Regions from separate parts of the Mus musculus genome. Here region 2 is linked to region 1. The links are chromatin contacts, called in public promoter capture Hi-C maps. All regions are on one chromosome and are shown on one strand. Each heading gives the region's core, a stretch centred on a gene start, on an enhancer-like site or on the middle of the called end of the contact. The rest is flanking DNA. Distances are from core to core; before and after follow the strand shown. Region 1 holds the start of Cc2d2a (coiled-coil and C2 domain containing 2A). Region 2 holds the start of Fgfbp1 (fibroblast growth factor binding protein 1).

What was found. Capture Hi-C pulls out chosen DNA fragments and counts their contacts.
Region 2: a contact with region 1 is called in a promoter capture Hi-C map of pancreatic islet. The contact joins the promoter of Fgfbp1 here to the promoter of Cc2d2a in region 1. A contact is called at or near these places in 9 of 39 promoter capture datasets (the 3T3-L1 cell line, embryonic stem cells, hematopoietic stem and progenitor cells and 4 more), 1 of 15 datasets of contacts at CTCF or cohesin (embryonic stem cells), 59 of 484 Hi-C or Micro-C datasets (B cells, the C2C12 cell line, CD4 T cells and 33 more), 7 of 115 datasets of contacts at active chromatin or transcription factors (bone marrow-derived dendritic cells, embryonic stem cells and stem cell-derived epiblast-like cells) and 4 of 9 other capture datasets (adipose tissue, liver, macrophages and 1 more).

The regions. Positions count from the first base shown.
Region 1 is chr5:43,660,996-43,663,695 of GRCm38.p6, forward strand. It overlaps Cc2d2a (coiled-coil and C2 domain containing 2A), which reads left to right and starts at 1,384. Exons shown (of 38, transcript NM_001359906.1): 1 at 1,384-1,564.
Region 2 is chr5:43,980,436-43,983,222 of GRCm38.p6, forward strand. It overlaps Fgfbp1 (fibroblast growth factor binding protein 1), which reads right to left and starts at 1,364. Exons shown (of 2, transcript NM_008009.4): 1 at 1,278-1,364.

The DNA of each region.
Region 1 (2,700 bases), core at 134-2,633:
AAAAAAATGACTCAATCAATAAGATACTGGCCCAGAATAAATACTGAGCTCAGGTCTCCAGCACCCACATAAAAAGCCAAGTGGCTACAGGCATCTATATTCCCAGCACTGGGGATACAAAGACAGACCAATCAACCAAACACAATCAGCAGCAGTCTCCAAAAACAGCATTCTCCAAACATCAGGCTCCAAAAGAGACCCTTTACTGGGGTTTTCCCTGGAAGGAAGGTTGTGGCATGGTAAGTGTGCTGGTGGGTTTAGAATTAAATAATTTGACTTGTTTCAGAATATTCTGGATCATAGACATGCTCCCTAAGCACCTGCCTCCAGAGTGACTTAGAGCAGAGGGGTACTTCTTGGTGATTGCAGTAGATGGAGATGCCAGCTTGGGGTCAGTTAGTACGTATCAAAGAGAATATATGCATTTCCTTGGAGTCATTTATTGTCTCTAGGAATTAGTTAGCTTCAGAGATCTATCTAAGACCCATGCAGTGAATGCCAGAGCTTTAGGGATACAGAAAATAGGGGCTGGGAGATAGTTCTATTAGTAAAGGGCTTTTCATCACACAAGCATGAGGACCTGGCTTTGAAGGTGGCTAACACTCAGCATGGTGGCCCACGTTTGTTCTATCAGCACCAGACAAGCTAAGACAAGCAGGGATCTGGAGTTAGGCAGGCAGCCTAGCCTAATCACCAAATGCCAGCTTCCAGTCAGAGGTCTTGTCTAAGAAACAAAATGGCAGGCTTCTGAGGAACAACACTTGGGGTTAGGAGGCCGCGGTCTGTGGAGTTCCTTGATCTGTGGTTGTCTTTGGCCTGTAGAGTCTGAGTCTGCTTACTACTGTTCTCACTACTTGGCCTTTTCTCCTGGTTTCTTGCCTTTTTTTTTTTTTTTTTTTTTTTTTTTGAGCCATCTTGTCTGTATCCCTGCTGGGCCGCTGGGTCATTTGTAGTGAAGAGTTGAAGAAACAGAGGTTAGGCGTGTGCGGTCCAGCTTCTGTGCACAGCCAGCCAACATCCCTAATGCAACACACGCTGGAGCTCTGATAGCTCTGATGCCCGGCCACATAGTCTTTGCTACTGCTTACTAGGCAGCTCCACACAACATGGCCCCTCCTGATTCTAAACCACTCTACTTATCAACACCTTCTGTCCTTGACCCAACAGGCCATGCAACCCAGAGACATAAGGCAGGACACCCTGCTGAGAGCCTGAGTCCTCTCTGCTAGGCTGCCCAGTTGCTTTCCCTTTGTCTCTCTTCAGCACGTTATTTTTCCACTGCTTGCCCAGCAAGCTCATATTCCAAGTCTTAAAAGTAAACTGCCACTTTAAAAAAAAAAAGCGGCCGCCTAGTGACCTTCCCTGGGAACTGGTTGCTAAGCTGGTGTTTTTTTTTAAACCCTGAGATATGGCTGCAGCTTCCCAGGGAGTAACCTCTCTTACCCCAGCCCACCCTTTCGCTCATTTCTAAAAGGTTCTCTGGCTTGACACAACTGGTCTCTCATCTCATCCCTTCAGCCCAGCAAGTGGAATCTGCAAACTTCGTTTTGTAGAGTGGACGAAGGTAAATCAGTCTTTAACAGAGACAGGCTGCAGTGTCCTGCTTTCCTCTCCTTTCCGTTCCGGCAGAGAAACCAGCCCCTCCCTGGTGCAGTGAGAGTGGAATGAATGCTTTGTAACGTTAGGGACTCTCATCTTGCTAACATTAGAGACCCTTCATCTTGCTTGCAGTTTCACTCTCTCAATGCAAAGTGGGGGCACTGCAGGGACAGCTCTGATTTCAGCTGCTGTCTGGCTTGCAGGGGAAAAGCAAACCGGTTCACAGAGAGCCTCTCTGGTCAGTGTGCTGCTAAGCACTAGCTGCGTGTTGCTTTCGGGCCTTTAGTTTAAACTGCTCCGGGGAAGGGGAGGGCGGGCCGGAGGGAGTACTCTCCGTGTGGCGAGCTCCACTTTTCTTGTTATTGGACAAAGAGCTCTGAACCGCAGGGCTGAGGTCTGCCAAGCTTTCAGAAGTCTACTGGCCATCAGCTCAGCTGTTTTCATTTTAGGTGCTATGAAATGCTAGGTGCTATGAAATGCTAATAAAATCTAATGAGAAATACATGTCTGCTATTGCATTTTATATAACATTTCTGCAAATAAGTGTAACGACAGCATGCTTTGTATAGAGGGGAACTGTATATGGATAGAGAAAATATGTGCATATATGTATACATAGAGATAGAGAGATATGCACATATATAAACATAGATCAATCTGTATATAGATAGTTGGCCTAGAGTTCACTTACAGAGTCATTTATTCAAGTTTTTAGTGAGCATCAATGATGCAGCAGATGAAGAACTCAAGTTTACAGTGTACAAAACCAACTTAGACCAGGTCCAGTGGTGAGACTTTGCTGGGGAAGCAGATGTAGAAACAGATAATGAGATCAGTGACAAAACAGACTTGTAAAAAGGTCTAAAGAGCTTGGCCCACAGCGGGACTCCTGCCATAGAGGTGCTTCCAGCACCCCCTGTGCAGCTGAGCAATCCCATGAGCAGAGCCTGGGTGCTGACCTGGCCTCATCAAGTGAAAGGTGTCCCGTCCATCTGATTAAATGACCACACACAGCTGTGTCACTCACCTGGTACCCTAGAAGCTGGGGCTAGAGTAACTTGCTGCTACATAATTAATCATTAAAAAGGCACAGGATGGCTC
Region 2 (2,787 bases), core at 114-2,613, 320 kb after region 1:
CTACCCCATCATCTGCGTGGGTACCAATGACCACCTGTTGGGAAAGGATATAGTAAGAGTCACAGAAGTGTCATGAAAAAGATATGTTGACTCAGGGTTAAACATGCACAGGGTTTGACATACTGGGCTGGGTGTGGCTGTGTGAAGAGAAGGGGAAAGTCATGAGGAAGAGTCCCAGGAAGGCAGGGAGGTGGGGGAGGCCACTGACCTTGATGGGGCCAACTTGAAACAGGGTGGAGAGGGATGAGATCGTATAGACTGCAAGGTGGAAAGTAAGGATCATGACTGAGTTCAATGGCATAATGCCAGGCATACAGGGAGTATTTATTCAATGCCTTTTTTTTTTTTTACATCTATAACAAAAATAAAATGACTTTCAAATTAAATGACATAGTTTCTACCAGGTATAAAGCTACAGATAATGGCAGAGGAGGCACACGTGATTGTTTGCCAACTCCTAGGTGTTAAGCAGTGCCTTAGCATTTGATTCTCACCCCTCTTAATATACACCCTCAGGCAACCTCTGGGACAGCTAGGGCTCAGACAGATAAGCAAGTTTGCCCCTTGATGGGCAAAGACGGTGGTCTGGAAAGGCAGAGTGTGTCTCCCTTTCTGTCAGTCCTTAGTGCTCACTTCTTGCTTTCTGCCTTTATTCTAACTCTTTAGAAAATAGCAAAAAGAAACAACGGGCTGCACAAGATTTGGTATGGTACCAAACACGATCACCAGATGGTTCTTTTAAAAACATTAAATCTATGCTTTTAAAAAAAAATTGAGAACTTTTTGTCTGAAAGGTAGGAAAAACCCAGGAAAGCACCACAATTTCATTTCTGCCCATGTGGAAGTAAGAAAAGGAAAAGGCCCCAAGAGAGTTTAGACTAAAGCGTGGCTGAGACTGGAGGCTGAAAGAGCCAGGGACAGACCTGTTTCTCCTGGCACGGTGACATAGCTTTCATGTTCCCATAATGTGGTCTGGACCCAAGGAGGTCCAGGGGCTAAGAAGTAGATAAAATAACTCTTAAGAGGGGACTGGCAGGAGGGCCCTGAGGATGGAGGCACTTGCCAGGCAGGCATGATGACCTGAGTTCGATGCTCAGAACCCATGTAAAGGTGGAAGTTGGGAATCAGCTTCTTTTTACATGTTATCCTCTGCTGTAGGCATATAAGCCCCCCATCTTTAAAATCATACATACTAATTAATAATAACAATAATGATTTTATGTATGTATTTGTACACACACACACACACACGAAATGTTTAAAAGAGCCAGGCTCACCTTTCTGTGAGTGTGCAGATCCAGGTGTACTGGGGAATGCAGGCTTCCAGTCCTCACGCTGGGGTGCAGGTTGTACTATTTATACAGGAGCTCAAGTGGCTTTTACAACTCACATACTTTATTCACGCTCCTCCCAGCCACACCCCTCAGGGAGAGCCAGTCCTGGAGGGAAGGTACTGGGTGGAATCCAATGGCTGGGGGGGGTTGCATTTGCTGCAAGCCCTCCTCCTTGGAAGCCCTTCCTTTCCCATCCAGCAGCGATCTTTCTGTAAGAACAGAGGAAAGGGCCCATTTCCTCTAGTGCCTTTCCATATTCTCTCCAGCGACTCTTCCCATTTCATAGACAGAGAGATTTGCTCTTAATAGTAAAGGGGTCAGGATTCACAGAGCTGGTGTTTTACACTCAGGACTCCTAATGTCCGTGGTCTGATCTCTTCCCACCTGGCTGGCTTCAGGCAATATTTGGAAAGTGAGTGACTGAAGTTGCTGAAATCTGACTCTGAGTTCCTGGTTGCTGAGAGCCAGCTGGATCTACTGTGTAGGCAGGTGAATCGGTGGGCCCCAGGGGTGGTGGAGAGATAACTCTCCACTATGGAATTTCATTTGAAAATAATTGATTCCAGGTCATCAGAGAGAGTGTTCATAGATCATCGTGTTGCAGGTAGAGTCTCACTCTGGATACATCTAGGTAGGGGATCCTGGCCACAGCAAGCATCGAATTTATTGACAGTCCACACTCTCTAATCTCAGTCTCCAACCCCTACTGTGGCTACTTTGTGCACAGTACAGCGCTTAACAACAGCATCTCCCTGCATGAAGCCCACTGAAGTCTTTCCTGGTGCTGAGCTGTTTAGATTTCCTATTGAGATCTTAAGCTGTTTTCTTGGAAAACAGGCATTTGTATGAGAGTGTGTCCTTTGTGTGCGTGTCCTTTTTGAATTTGGTGTTTCTCATTAGATTGGTAATTTGTCATTGCTTAAATTCTTTATCCAAGAGTTGAAATAACAAATGCACCCTGGCTTTTGGTGACCTGAGTGAAGAGCACAATGAATTTAACTGATGAATTGCTAGTTGCACCACCAGTGAAGGCTGGTGACTGAATACCTTTCTCATCCAGGCTGGTTGGTCAGTGGGAAAGAATATCATATTCAAAGCTGGTTTTAGTCACATGCTTTTCATACATAACTGCTTGTCCTGAGGCCAACAGCAAGTGTTTGAGTGGGTGTGTTTGAGCTCCGAGGTTAGTTTTAGCTAAGAGCAATACTATTAAGCCATCCTAACCATCAACCCACCCACCTCTCTGGAATTGACCTCATGAACAGAAGAAAATGCTGAGTCACTTCACTAAAGCAGTGTCAACCTATTGGTCAGACAAGAACATGGAAGCCTTTCCAAGTGACAGAGGAAACAAGGGTGGGAGTGGGGGATCAGGCTAAACAAACAGTGAGATCCAGTGTGTGTGGTAAACAGGTACTCATGCTGGAACTATGAGAAGAATGTGCATTCCAAG